Linked DNA regions of Rattus norvegicus: region 1 is linked to region 2. The links are chromatin contacts, called in public Hi-C maps. All regions are on one chromosome and are shown on one strand. Each heading gives the region's core, a stretch centred on a gene start, on an enhancer-like site or on the middle of the called end of the contact. The rest is flanking DNA. Distances are from core to core; before and after follow the strand shown. Region 1 has its middle 100 kb from the start of Hmga2. Region 2 holds the start of Hmga2 (high mobility group AT-hook 2).

What was found. A called contact is a pair of places that touch in the nucleus more often than the background predicts.
Region 1: a contact with region 2 is called in a Hi-C map of the A7r5 cell line, with 4 times the contacts expected there. The contact joins the enhancer-like site here to the promoter of Hmga2 in region 2. A contact is called at or near these places in 3 of 12 Hi-C or Micro-C datasets (the A7r5 cell line, the Rat2 cell line and Schwann cells).

What each region holds. Positions count from the first base shown.
Region 1 is chr7:57,981,566-57,988,999 of GRCr8, forward strand. No RefSeq gene overlaps it. Among named protein-coding and RNA genes, the nearest start is that of Hmga2, 100 kb to the left of the region's middle. Within about 2 kb of position 2,221, at least 27 of the 93 cell types and tissues checked have an H3K27ac peak or open chromatin away from gene starts, as enhancers often do. A contact at or near this core is called in the A7r5 cell line, where this site is marked.
Region 2 is chr7:57,877,390-57,884,241 of GRCr8, forward strand. Hmga2 (high mobility group AT-hook 2) reads right to left here and starts at 2,952. Exons shown (of 5, transcript NM_032070.2): 1 at 2,427-2,952. The coding sequence starts at 2,537.

The sequences.
Region 1 (7,434 bases), core at 971-3,470, 100 kb after region 2:
ACTTACAAAGCTCCTGGTTTATTTAATCTCTGCTTTTCCGTTTTCACATAAACCAAAACAACCTTGGCACTTCTCTTTAGGATGGAGTCAAGCCATGAACTGTCCAGAAATGACTAATGTCCTCTGCCTTTGACATGGGGCGCTGTTCCCTGGGGGTTGGGGGGTGTTCAGTGGATTGCCCATACTGACCAGCTTTACAAAGGCACCGCTGGCTTGGCTTCAGATGCACTGGCCCCTTGAATAACAGCAAGTGGACCAGCCAGTGGTTACTAGGGTACCACGATGTACTCGCTGGCTTCTCTAGGATGGCTCTGAGATTCCCAGTAAGAACATTACATCGTTATGGTTTATTATTTTTCTTGGGAAAGAAGTAATCTAAATTGAAAATTAATTCATTGATGCATCAAATCTTGGCTCAAGCTATCTCTACTCAATTCATGGGAACCCTGAAGCAAATCCTTTTTTTTTTCCTTGAACAGTAGAAAAAGAGAACACAGATATTTGTGCTTATGTGTGTGTCCACCTGTGTGTGCATGTGTGTGGAAGGCAGAGGCTGAAGCCAGGCATCTTCTCTGGTCACTCCTCACCTTAGGCAGGTCTCTCACTTGAGTCTGATTCAGAATCAGGGGTGTCTTTTGCTGGCCTTTCCAGCCTGGTGTCTGTGTCTCATTTTTCTACTCTGTGTCTGTGTGTCCTGAGAAGCCGTATGCTCACTGGTCTAAAAAAGCAGGGAAGCCCCTGTTGGCCGGTGGAGGTGGGGAAAAGAGCAGCGAGAATGGGAGAGCTGTGGATAGAAAACAACAGGCCTCAGCTTCTTTCCCACTGGCTTACCCAAACCTATACAGCTTGAAACTCTCCTTACATCAGCTAAGGACCGTCACAGAGAGAGAGGGGTTTTTCTCTGTACTGATGGTTACAACTACCTTGGAGGATCTCGCTGCCTATGCATTTGTTTTTATGAAGTGTTTTTGTTTGTTTTGTTTTTGTTTTTGAACCTGTTTGCAAGTCTGATAGCGTTACTTCTCTCTCATGAGCTGTTCAGTCATTGGCCTTCATGCAAAGAATACAATCTAAGCAGGGATTGCCCAGTGTTGAGTGACAGCGGCTGCTGGCGAATCCCATCTGTTCTAGCTGCAAAAGCCCTACCCATTCAGTGATAGGGAAGGGAGGGTGTAGAATTCTCTGAGCAGTCATGCGCACCACTGCTCTTGCGCCGCTATGGCTTCGATTGTGATACTATACTTTCCGCTCCCATTCTCCTGAGCTTATTTTTTTTTCACTCAACAAATTCCCACAGCTCTTCACATTCACATCAAACAGGATTCCCTTTAATCTCATCTTCCCAGCCTCTCCCAGGCGCTCCTGTTCTGGAGCTGTCTGCACCTCTCACCATAGCTTAGCAGTTATTTTGAGTGTCTCTCTGTCCTGGAGGCAAGTATCACTGTGGCTTCATCTTCCAATTCCTGATACTTTAGAACAGCTCCTGGCACACAGTAAGTGCTTAACCGAAAGTTCTCAAATAATTAGTAAAACAAGAATTAGACCTTAGATGTAATGGAGAGTGACCTTCCCAGCCCACCCCCAGGAAAACGCCAGAGACAGAAGGCAAGACAATTCTGCAAAAATTCCCTGGTTACAATCTTTCTAAGTTTCTTCCCCCCAGTTTGTTTCTGCTCTTGCCAGAAGGGCATACTTAGTGTCTTTCATCCTCCATCTCGCTGAAATGTTCATAAAGCTTTTTTGGCTTTTTGGTTTAGCTTGGTTTGGTTTGATGTGTAAAGAAGGTCCCGGTGGCTGGCTGCAGTAGATGGACTTCAATGAAACCCCAAAGTCGTTCTGAAGAAGTCCTGCAGTAATCTAAAGATGGGAACCCTCACAGACCCAGCCAATCATCAAAAACTCAAGAAGGACAAAACCTATCGGTGCCTTTTGACCACAGAATGAAACGGTAAACCCACAGTGGCTGAGTGTCAGAGTGATGGTTTCTTCTGGCTTCTCTGTAGCTTGCACATCCATCTCAAGTTAATTCCAAAGGAGAAGGCAGATCTTGTCTGCAACTGAACATAACCCCTCTGGCCTTGATGTCTGGTGGTTCTGGAGCCCATCCCTGGGAAGCAGGCTAGATGAGAAGCAGAGTTACCTCTGGCTTCCACAAGTTGTAATGGCCTTCCAGATTGCCTCTGTGGTCAATGACTGTCCGGAGCTGGCCAGCCTCCAGCAAGCTTGTTTAGGCTACTTGACGAGTTGACATAAGCAATGACTCTTCCCAGTGCTGCCGGTGTCTGAACATTAACAAGCAGCAAGTGTCCGATGAAACTATTAAAGAGAACAGGCATTTTCTTCTTTGTTTTGGAAAGGAGCCCTCTAAACAAATCCATGGTCTAGAAGCCCTGGGAGCAAGGACTGGGGTGGTAGCAAAGGACAGAAGGAGGTGGGCTGAGGCATGGAAGAGATCTCCACACAGGGTCAGCGTAACTAGAAAAGAGTTGGGGGGTTCCCAGATCATCGCCCTTAAGGAAAGAAACTGCGAAGTGTGTGGTGAGATGAACTTTCGCACCATGTCAGCAATAGTGTACACTGATGGGCTGGAGAGATGGCTCAGTGGTTAAGAACACTGACTGCTCTTCAAGAGGTCCCGAGTTCAATGCCCAGCAGCCACACGGTGGCTCACAACCATCTGTAATGGAATCTGATGCCCTCTTCTGGTGTGTCTGAAGAGAGCTACAGTGCACTCACATACATAAAATAAATAAATCTATAAAAAAAAAATACTATACACTGAAATTCCAAGTGACTCAAGGGCAAAGGATACCCTTACTTTTGCTAACAGCAAAATAAACAACTTTATTTAGGAGCAAGAGTTTATTTAGGAGGTGGTGTCTTGTGATTTTGAGATAGATCCCTGGGATGGTATTTAGAAGAGGGTTCTCGGAACTGGAAGGGTTCCAGGTGTAGCACTCCACCGGTAACGGTCTCATTTGAAGAGTGCAGAGGGGGAGAAGGATATTACATGGGAGGCTGTACCTGCCCCCAAGAGGGAGCACTCTAAGCAGAAATGAAGAGGAGTGATTCATGTGTGAAAGAGAAGCATTCTCCCTTGTGCTTTTCCGCTTGCTCTTTGACAACCGATAACTTGGAATCCTAAACTGAGAGTCTGGGGGTGGTGGGGGTGGAAGTAAAGGCTTTATGTTCTGAGATCAGTCTCTTCAACATATTATTGGGGTAGAATTAGAAGATGAGGGCCCCAATAATATTTTTCATCATACAGAACAAAACACTTAATTGTTTTCCTTCTAGAAAGCTACCGAAATTAACTAGAAGAGTTGAGCTTCTCAGCATCTATGATTTTCTAAAGAATCACTGGTGGGACTGATCTACCAACTTCTGAGTTTGCAGGGCAATGCATTTTTAATCATTAATATGCGGTTTTTACAGAAAGCAAGAGATTCTTCAAGGTTCCATTGAATATGCTTATCTCCAGCCATTTAGAAAGCTTGGCCCGCCATCTGTTTGATTTATTCAGAGGTTGACCTGGAAGCACAGAATTTTAACTATGGTTTATTCCAGATTCCATGGAAATATTTTTAAAACAGGAGTGAGACACACACAAAACCATAACGTGATGTTCAGGTTGAAGGGGAAGAGATGTAAGACCTCTCTATTCTATCAACCCCCCTCCCCAACCCCCACCATCACTCAAGAAAAATCTAAGGAACGGATTGCAGAAAGCTCAATTAAATAGCAAGTCTACTGAAATTCCTGGTCAGAATTTCAAAACGAGAGAGAGAGAGAGAGAGAGAGAGAGAGAGAGAGAGAGAGAGAGAACATACATATTGATGTCAGTAATTACAACCAGGAATGACAATCCTGTTGGAAACATGGAGAGAAGAGAGTTGGTGTCTATTTTCCAGATCTTAACATGGAGGTGAACAAGTGTCAGTCATTTGTCTATATGTCTCCTGCACTCCTATCTTAGAAGCCAGTGGTCTAAACTACTAATCTAATTACCTAATGCCCATTTGGGAGCTAACTGCCTTCTACGTGAGTTACATGTGTGCCGCTCTACTGAGTGAAAAATAATAACGCCCAGCCCTTTGGATCCAGGGTCCTGGGCCATCTGAAAGTTGCTTCCTGTAACCAAGAGATTTTGCAAGACTTTGCCAACTATATTAAAGTTCTTGAGATGAGGCAAGGGTGGGGGCATTAGCCTGGATTATCCCAATGATTATCTTTAAATACACTGTCAAGAATTCACAAAAGACGGCTAGAGACAGAAGGAACAGCAAGCAAACCAGATGCGACAGTGTAGCCTCTGAAGAGCGAAGAAAGTATTATGAACCGGGACAAGCAAGCAGGGTTGCAAAACTCAGCAGGGCAAAGATACTGGCTTTGTTCCAGTGGGTAAAAGCCCCTGCTGGCCCCGGGGTACCAAATGAGACCATTGTGGACTCTCTGTTGTTTTCAAACAACCACGTTTGTTATAGCAAACATATAAAGCTAACACAATCATCTTTCCTTTAAATGGCTTGGCAAATTACTCATAAAATTGACAGTTTTTCTCATAAATATGTCTAGTACATATAGGAATTCTGGGTTTCCTAAGACTTTTGGGAATGTAGCAAATTAAGACATTCTTTTTAAACTAGTCATATCCTTTAGAAGGATATGTTTTGGCTTACTAATTTTTTTTGGCTCCACTAATTGTTGGCTTACAACTATACCATATGAAATAAACATTAAATAGAGTATCTATTTCAAATTAGTACATTTTTCAATTTAATCACTTGACTTTTAAATTTTTTATTACTTGGTGTTTAATTTTTTTCCTGTTTCCATTCACTGTTCACTCTAATAAAAACAGTTCTGCTTTGTTTTATTCTAAATGAGTTTGTTTCACCCTCTGAGAAATTTCATGAAGTAATGGTGTGTGTCCATAGACATTAAAAATGTTTGTTCTGTAGGTGGTTTTGAGTTTCTCTGGGACAATAGCATCCTTCTCATCTGGAAATGGCATATGACCATCAGCAGGTAATGAGGTGACTGGAGAAAACCATGGGAAGATGAGTCCAACGACATTCATTACCAAGCTGCTTCAAGGTGGGGACCTTCTCCCACCCCACTGGCATTTGGCTTTGACACTTTAGAGGAATGCTTCTCTTTCTTATGACACCACTGCCTGCTCCCAAGACAAGAGCAGAAGCAGGAAGTGTTAGACATGAAAGGACAGCTCCTACCCACCTGATAATATTAGGGAGAAAGGACCAGAGCATCCAAGTGTCAGCTCATTGGGTCACTCTCATTCAAACCACCACACGTGGGTACCATTGTTGTAGGTGAAGAGATGTAATTCTACACTGTCCTGTTAGAATTGGGTCACTGGATAAATCAGGACTCTTTGGAGAAGGCCAGCATTTACGCAGTGCTCTTTCTTGTAAATAAAGGGATCACTTTGATTGGCTAATACTCATACTATCTACAAAATATTCTAAATTTCAATTCCTTCCCTGATGAAAATTCTTTTCAGGATAAAGGTGGTTAATGTGACAGATCTAGGGTAATCAAAACAACCCTCTACAACCTAATGCTTCCTTTAAATGTCACCCCTTGTGATTCTGAAGTCTCTAACTGTACATCCCCCCCCCCAAATCCTCAAATATTGAACAATGATCTCCAACACAGAATTGTTCAGAGGTGGGGCCTTCAGAAGGTAGTTAGATCATGGGGCTTTTACTCCATGAATGTGTTCATTCATTTGTGGGGTTGTAACTTAGTGGGCTCCTGAGAGACTGTAGAACACTCAGGAACTGGAGCCTAATTGGAGAAAGTGGGGTTGGGTCTTGGGAAAGTTGTCTACTTTTTATCGCACCTGGCCCTTTCTTTTGCTCTTCCCCGACCTTCCCCACATCAATAAAATGAGTAGCTTCACTGTTCAGCCTCACCACGGACTTGAAAACAAGGGAGCCAAACAGCCACAGACTGAAAATTTAGAAATTCATCCAAAAACATACCTTTCCTTCTGTAAATTGCTTTGCCTAGGTATTTGCCATAACAATGGAAGGATAAGAGAACCCTAAAATAAGACATAGAGGTAACATAAGTCATCCACCTATAACATAATACCTAACTGTTAGGAGAGGCACAACCAAGGGAAAACAACATAATAAAAATCACATGTGCCTCCACATGTAAATACACGGACAGCGAGATACTGAAGACATAACAAAGTGATTATATGCCCGCACTTATTCATAATGAGTAAGTGGGGTTCAAGAGGCCGCGAGTCATTCCATACAAGATGTTTGGTGAAATGAAACAGGAGAGCAGGCATGGGTACAAGAACCAAGGGAAGCACTCTCTGGCTAAGCAGCAACATGCTGGACGGCTTTGTGTCCGAGAGTTAGAAGAAGGAAGTCTTCTGATTTCAGTATGGAAAAATGTCCATGAAAAAAATAAATTCCAAGTCTGGAAATACTCTTGCAAGTGAGCTAGTCCGCGTTTATAACCGTAATGTCAAAATAATTCTCAGTGTTATGACGTGGATTAGGAAGGCAACGAGATATCAAAGAAGAGTTCTATCTTTTGAGACCCGCAAGTCTTAGATCTCTCTGAGGATGCTTTTCTGTGACATCTATGGTTGCAGACAAATAGCTTTTACAGTCCGGTCAATTCAAGACTGAGTGGAGCATGGTAACTGCATCCCTTTCCAAAATGCAAATGAACCTTCCTGAGAAGGACCTTAACAAAGACAAGTGCATCTGTCTTTTGCTTTGTGGTGTATTGTTACTCTGAAATGTCAGCATATTTTAAGAGTGTTTTAAACACTTTGTGTCTCTATGCGAAGTAGCATTTAAGGTTAGGCTCAAATAACGGCAGACAAATTCTCCTTTATGTGACTGTTTGCAGGGCTCTTTAATGAGTGAAACTTTGGCCTCCTTTTGGGGTTTATTTACTCTGTCTTGTAGGGCATTTAGCAATCCTGCTCTGTGAAAGGCTAAGGAGTATGGCCTGCGATTGTGGCAGCTAGTAGTGTCTCTAAGCATTTCTGAAAAGGCCTCTAGGGGGCGGTACCACCACTATTGAGAACCAACAAGATGGATGCTTTTCCAGAGTTCATAGGCTGTTCTCTACCAGCCTCTCTGTTTCTTGGTTGCTTAGAAACTGACCCACTGATTCCTATCTGCCCAAGACCCACATGTGAGATTACTGGCCCTCTTGAGTGGGAAGTGGAGGCCCTGGCACCAAGTTGGAAAAGAAGATCTCTCTCTTCAGGAGAGCTGAAGAACTAAGCTAGGGAATGGGCTGACTTCAGAGCAGAGCCAAAGGAGGTGTCCCTGTACTATAGCAGGAACAACAAGTGTGGGACAAGTAGAGAGAGAAGGAGCCGATTTCAGGACTCTAAAAGTAAGCTGTGGTCTCAGGTCTCTGATGCGCCTT
Region 2 (6,852 bases), core at 1,702-4,201:
TGGGTTGTATCTCCAAATCGGAATGACGGCAAACCCTGGGAGAGCCATTCTAGAAAAGCATATGATTTTAGAGCTACGAAGTAAAGTCTGCATGGCTATGATGCCCTTGGCAACTCACAGAAATAACAAACATTTTTATATGAGTACCACTACCCATTTCAAACAACAAAAACAATCGTGGATAGCTGGAAAGATAGACCAAAAAAAAAAAAAAAATGCATGGCCTGCAGTCACCTCTATGTGCCTGTGTTCCAGGTGGTTTAGGATTCAACCCACACATTCTGAGTGAAATGTTGGAGCGATTATCCAAACTCTTCAGCTCAGAATAATTCCACACCCCCTAAAAATTTCCAAATAATTATGGTAAATCTGAGGTGGGAGGTTTTGCTTGAATTATCTAGATAATTGCTTCAATTCTCCACTTCCTTTTGGAGAGACAGGCATGGTTTCCAGTCAAAATTCAAATATCTTTTTTTTTTTACAAAAATAAACATGTTGTCTTCAAAAACGTTTTTAAGAAAGAAACTCTTGGGCGGAGGAGGGGTGGACTGGGAAGAAAATCGGAGTAGTGGGGAGAAAAATCTAAGTATCTGGGAAAGAGAAATTGAAACAGCCACGAGGTCACCAGGTATATGAACGTTTTACTTTATTGGGTGCTAGGTTGAGTAGCCAATACTCAGTCAGCAGTTAAGAAAATGCGACGATAGATTCGCCGGGAACGCTGAGCGTCTCCCCGGTGAATCATCTGCTCTTGTTTCATTCAGACTGGGTGCTTAAATGAGCCTAATTACAACTCGTGAGCGTTCTCAATGGAAGTTCTCATTCTAGAGAGCGGGGGAGGGGGATAGCGGAGGGGGGTGCTTAGAAACTTCCATTGGATATTAGCGCCAGTGGGCACTTAGAGCAAACACATCGGAAACACATTTTTCTTTGTGAACTCGGCCTTAACTCAAAGGTAAAAACTCCCAGCCACCTCCGGATCCCATTGCGTTTTCCTTTAGACTTTGGGGGAGGGGGTACGATTAGTAGAATTCAGAAAACCTGGGTGGCTGGTGGGGAGCAAGGGGGTAGAGCGGAGACTTCCTGGGAGGTGTAAAACAGGATCCAAATGCACTGTAAAGTGTCGCTAAGGGCAGAGCGGGAAAACTCGGAGGCCTCTAGATTAGTTTGTTTCCTTTGATGTTTTCCAAAAGGTACACTCCTCATTTTCCTAAAACACACCAGCAAACATTCTTCGATTTCCCACCTAGCGCTTTGGGGGCAATTTGGGACTTTAGGATTATTTTCTAATCCGCTCGAGGGAGGCGATTTAAAGCAAAATTAGAAATGAGATTTTTTTTTTTTAAGGCCGGGAAGGGAGTTTAACTGTTCTCAATAGACGCGTCCCTAGGCTTGGAAATTACTACGGACGCCCCAACCCCCGCCCGCCCGCCCGCCCGCCCCCGGCCCTGAGCGCAACGCACAGCTCTGCAATAGCCGGCTGCACGCTTAATTAGTTGCATCCGCAGACAAAACCCTCCATTCCGCGGGGTCCTGGGTGCCCCTCGACCATCCCTTCCCAGCCCCCAGCCACTCGCCAAGGAGGACGCTAAAACTTAGGCTGCTCAGAGGCGCGGGATCAAGGAGCCAACGGGGGACCCGGCTCCTGGCGGGAAGCGACCCTAGCTACTGTGCACTCTCCTTCCAAAGCTCCCTGGGCGAAGCGCGTTTCCCGGGCCCGCGGGGGCCTGGGATCCCCCGGGCTCCCCTTCCCCGCCAGCCCGGAAGGCTTCAGCAGCTCGGCGGGCTTTTAAAGATCCCGAGGAGCAACCGGAGGGCAGTAGGCTCCGCACGCGTTCTTTGTCGGGAGGGCGCGAGCCTTGGGCCATGGAGTGTGGGGAGGGCACCGAGGAGACAGCCGAGGCGCACCAGCCTCCTGCGGAACGGCGGCCCCGAGAAGCTGGAGGAAGCCGCGGGACTCAGAGCCTCCGACTCGCCGCGTCCTGACCCTCCTGAACGCCCCAGTCGCCCGGTCGCCAAAAGCGGCTGACAAAGCGACGCTTTTAATCCGTGGGACCCCAGAGGCTCGTTGTCCCCCCAGCCACGCCGCGCCGCTCCAGGACTGCTCACAATAGCGAAAGTCCCGGTCCACGCCTCGCGCGACCCTACCTCCCGCCCGGTGGCTGCAGCGAGCCGCGGGACCCCCAGCTCCTGGAGCCTTGGGGCGCGGGGACAAGGGAAGACTGCGCGGGGACATGGGAAGACTGCTCTGCTCACTCGCCAGGGGGACTCAGTCTCCCGCCCACCTACACCCGGGTGGCGGGCGGGCTAGCTTGCGCCGCCGTGGCCGCTGCGCTCCCGCGCTCCGGTCGCCCGGCGTGTCGCGGGGCCCCGGGGCAGAGGCGTCGCGGGTGGGCTGAGTGGCCCCTCCGCGCCGGCGTACTGACTTGCGGCTGCTTCCTGGGTCGGCCGCGTCCTCGCTTCTGTGGCGCCGGGGTGGCAGGTTGTCCCTGGGCTGATGTGGACGGCTGCCCGGCGCCCTCACCGCGTGCGCTCATCCTGCCTCCCGCCGCCGCTACCGCTGCCTCCGCCGGTACCGCCGCTGCAGCCGCTCGGCCTCCGCTGCCTCGGATCCGCCCAACACCTTTCGGGAGACGGGATGGAGAGAGCTGGAGAGGGCAGGGGCGGCGAGAGCGGGCGAGCTGGCGCGCGCTGGGGGCTGCTGCTGCTTAGGCTGCCGCCGCTGCCACCACCAACACCGGACGTCCAGCAGCTGCCAAAAAGAGAGAGGGGAGGGAGGAAGAGTGGAGGAGGAGGAGAGGAGGAGGAAAGGAGGAGGAAAGGAGGAGGCGCTGCGGGCGGTGGGTGGCGGAGGTGGAGGTGGAGGTGGAGGTAGCGAGAGGAGGCGGGAAGCGAGGGAGAGGGAGAGTTGGAGGTGGAGAGGGTTCCTCTCTCCGCTACGGCTCGGGAGTTGTGGGTACTGGGACGCTCGGCAGCGGCTTGGAATGGGAAGAGACTTGGAGTGAATTGTGTCCCTTGAAATGTTAGGCGGGGAAAGAATTCCTCCTCCTCTCCCCCACCCCAGAGGGAGAGAGGGAGAGGGAGGGAGAGAAGAAAGGAGGGGGGAGGGAGACAGAGACACGGAGAGACACAGGGAGAGGGACAGAGACAGAAAAACACAGAGAGAAGACAGACGGGGAGACAGAGACAAAGAGACAGAACGAGACAGAAACAGAGACTGTGCGGTCAGAAAGCAAGGAGAGAGTGGGAAGGTTCTGCCGGGATCCAGTGGGGCACTCAGCTCTACTCCAGCAAGGAACAGAGCAGTGGGTGGCACCGCGCCTCCTCGGGTGGCGGGGTCAGGCGGCGGCGGCGGCCCTGCCGAGACGCAGAGGGACAAGCTGCTGGCCTCTGCGTTCTGCACCCGGAGCGCCCAGCCCGGGATGCAAGTTTTCTGAGTTACTGCCCCGGATCCAAGGGGGATGAGTGTGTGCGTGTGCTCGCGCGCGGGTGTGTGTGTATGTGTGTGAGTGTGTGTACGCGCGCTTGCACTTGCGGAGGAGGTGGCGGGAGTGGGGAGTGCCCACCTCTGATCGTGGGTGGATAAAGGGGAGGGGGCTGCAGGAGAAGCAAGGGGAGGGGGCAGGCCAGGCCAGGCGGACCGCCGAGCCGAGGCGCCTGGCCGCCGGCCAGAGGCAACGTTCGAAACACAACTGCCTGGGCAGCGGCGGAGGCGGCGGAGGCGCCCGGGTGCCACCCGGAGCCCTGGCTCACATGCTCCCGCCTGCAGTGGGGTTAAAGAGACAGGGCTTAGACTCGCCGCCGGAGGCCACCCCTGGGCGGTTGTCCTAGGAAGGAAAGAGAAAATGACCATCTCAGAGTTACCCTAGGAAGCTTGGCCTCTACCTGCGCTTCCACCGAGCCGTGCCCGAAGTTTCCAGAAGCATTCAGGGTCAATCGCCGCTGTCTAGTATTTCAGCCCCGGGGAATGGGTGGCCAAGGAGTCGGAGCGCCACCCCACCCCCCATCCCCGACTCTGCTCCACTGAGAAGAGCCCTCACCCCAGAGCGCACGGGCCGGCGCACAAACACAGCGTGCACGAAGATACACGCGCCCACGGGTGTGACCGCAGACATGCTTGCACGCAGATGCACGTGTGCGCGCACACACACTTCACTGGTAAACACGCACGAAAACTCCTGCCCATCCACACTTCCAGGCACACGATGGTGCCAGCAATTACATTCTCAATAAATGCACACATTTGCACACCGTACACAGGAACATCGAGCGTGCCAGCTTCTTCGTGGAGCTTTTTTCCCCTCCGGGACTGACTACTGGAGCAGACGCTGTGCACCCATGTTCGAACGCCTATAGAGTATAAAAAATATTACAGATTCCTTACCCCTCCTCCGCACCAATTGCCTAGCTCTTCCTGAAGTTTACCTTTATTTTAACCCTCTCCCTCAGAATTCCTTTCTGCCAAATCCTAATTTTATAGTCTGGGCTGTTTCTAAGTTATGCGAGCACCATCGTGACCACAGTCGGATTTTGAAAGTCGTAGAACGTTCTAAAATGTACCTCTTTTTCATCCTTGAATAACACAAAACTGAAAGGGGAAGAAAAGGAAAATCTTAGGGTCAGATTTTCACACATCACACCCAAAATTGTGTTGGACTGACTCCAAAATAAAAATGTTCACTCGGTGAAGAATTTTTTTTCTTACAAAGATATAGACCACCCTGGAATAAAAACGCCTTCTTTACAGCCCTAAACCCAGGATCTAGTCTCTGCTAGGTTCCGCTGTACTTGAGGCACGTATAAATGTCGGCTTGGGCGCGACCGTGCTGATTGGTCAACGTTGCCGTTTTAAATCCCTTTCCAGCTGCCCTCTGCAGAGTTGGGACACTTCACATTGAGTGCTCTGCAGGAACCCAGGGCTGGCGTTGAGTCTGGGAACGCTTAGCTCTGATGGAGAGGAAGAGCCCCCCATACCTCCAGATGGAGCCCAGCAACTGAATGACGAGGGAGGGGTCTAACAGGAACCCAAGGTTTTGTCAGGGCTTGGGTGAAAGATGGTATCTTCATCAAAGGGGCTGAAATTTCACCTTCTCACGAGTGCACTGACATTTCCTAGCCGAGGAGTTTGCACGTTTCCTCTGTGTGTGTGTGTGTGTGTGTGTGTGTGTGTGTGTGTGTGTGTGATTGCACTTACTTTTTGATGCGTGCATTTTACATACATGCATAATATAGGCTTCTGTTTTGATTTTTGTTTGGTTACGATTTGCCAGAAGGACAGGCAAAGTTTTAGGGGATGGATTTAAGCAACAGTCACCCAGGATTTCAGTCAGCTAATTTTATGCTGAGAATCACATTATCTCCCTGGATCTTTGTTTGTTTGTTTGTTTAAAGCACAAATGCTAGCAAGAGATTCCCACCCCGGGTGGGGTGAGATGGCACTGGCGAGCTTTGAACTGGTTGTTGTGTGGCTAGTGTGTGTGTGTGTGTGTGTGTGTGTGTGTGTGTGTGTGTGTGTGTTGGTTTTAGGTTTTGCTTTGGGTTTTTTGTTGTCATTGTTGTTGTTTTGCATTAACCTAGAATCTAAGAGAAGCGCATAAAAATTGGGACATCCAGTCAATTGTTTTCATTCCATTTCGTTCTCAGATGTGAGCCCTTTTGAGTTTATAGAGACAAGGATATAAACAAGTTTTTCCTTAGATTTTATCTAGTTAGCCTTATACATTGTTATTCTTTGATGCCTAATCCTTTCAAGTTACTGTATACTTCTTTTCTTTTAGGCAAAGCATAAAAGCTTGTTTTAAAATTATCAAGATTTTATTATTGAAGTGGTATCTTTATATGACAGTTTTTAAATTAAGCTCAATGGTTATATTTTTGTCTTGAGGAAACATTTTCTCATTCACATTTAAGTTTAATCCCCAAATTTAAGTTTCTCGATCGTTCGGTCCTCTCTATCCTCTCTGTAGCAATCATTCATTCCAGGTTGAGCTTTTCTACACTAAATCACTCCTTTTCTCCTTCACCTGCCATCAAACCGAGTATCAGCACACTAGGTGTATGTCAATAAGCCTTCTCCTGATCTGTGACACAGACTTTAGACTGAAGTTTAGCTCAGGCAAGGAAGTGCATTAGTGGTTGGTAAAATCCAACAAGAGGACTCAGAACACAGTTTTAAAAATAACTGAGATACTATAGAAAATTTGGGTCCAAGTGTTTCTCATTGAATTCTCTGCACAAGCATAAAATTGCTCTAAGATCTCCTACTCCATGCTTTACATGCTTTACAGACTGGGGTGCACCTGGGGAAGTGGTGGCACGTGCCTTTGATCCCAACACTCAGGAGGCAGGCACAGGCAGATCTTTTCCAGTTCAAGGCCAGCCTGGTCTACAGAGCAACCCTGTCTTGGGGGAAGGTGGGGAGAAAGAAGAAAAGAAAGAAAGAAAATTTGGGTGCTCAGAATTCACAATGTCTGCTATGGCATAACAGGCAAAATCGTTCTTATTTTACCCTTGACACAAAGGACATACTAAGTTTGCAGACAGTACTTGTTGATAGTGGGTCACAATGAGACACTTCTAAAGGCAACTGGATGGGAATGCTTTTTAGCCCTGTCTTGACAACCTGTGTGACATTTAGTCCTCTCGACTTTTCTCATGATTATATGAAAATTGCTTGTATAGTCCCCGAAGACAGACAGCGTGTCGGCCATTGCCTCATCCCTGTTTCTGTCTCACTCATGTTATCTAAATGTTATTTCCTTCATAGCAAACTTTTGGTGATCATTATTAATTCATTACTAAGACAAAGGTCATTTTAATACAGTTACAATGTTATAAAACATACCACACAGG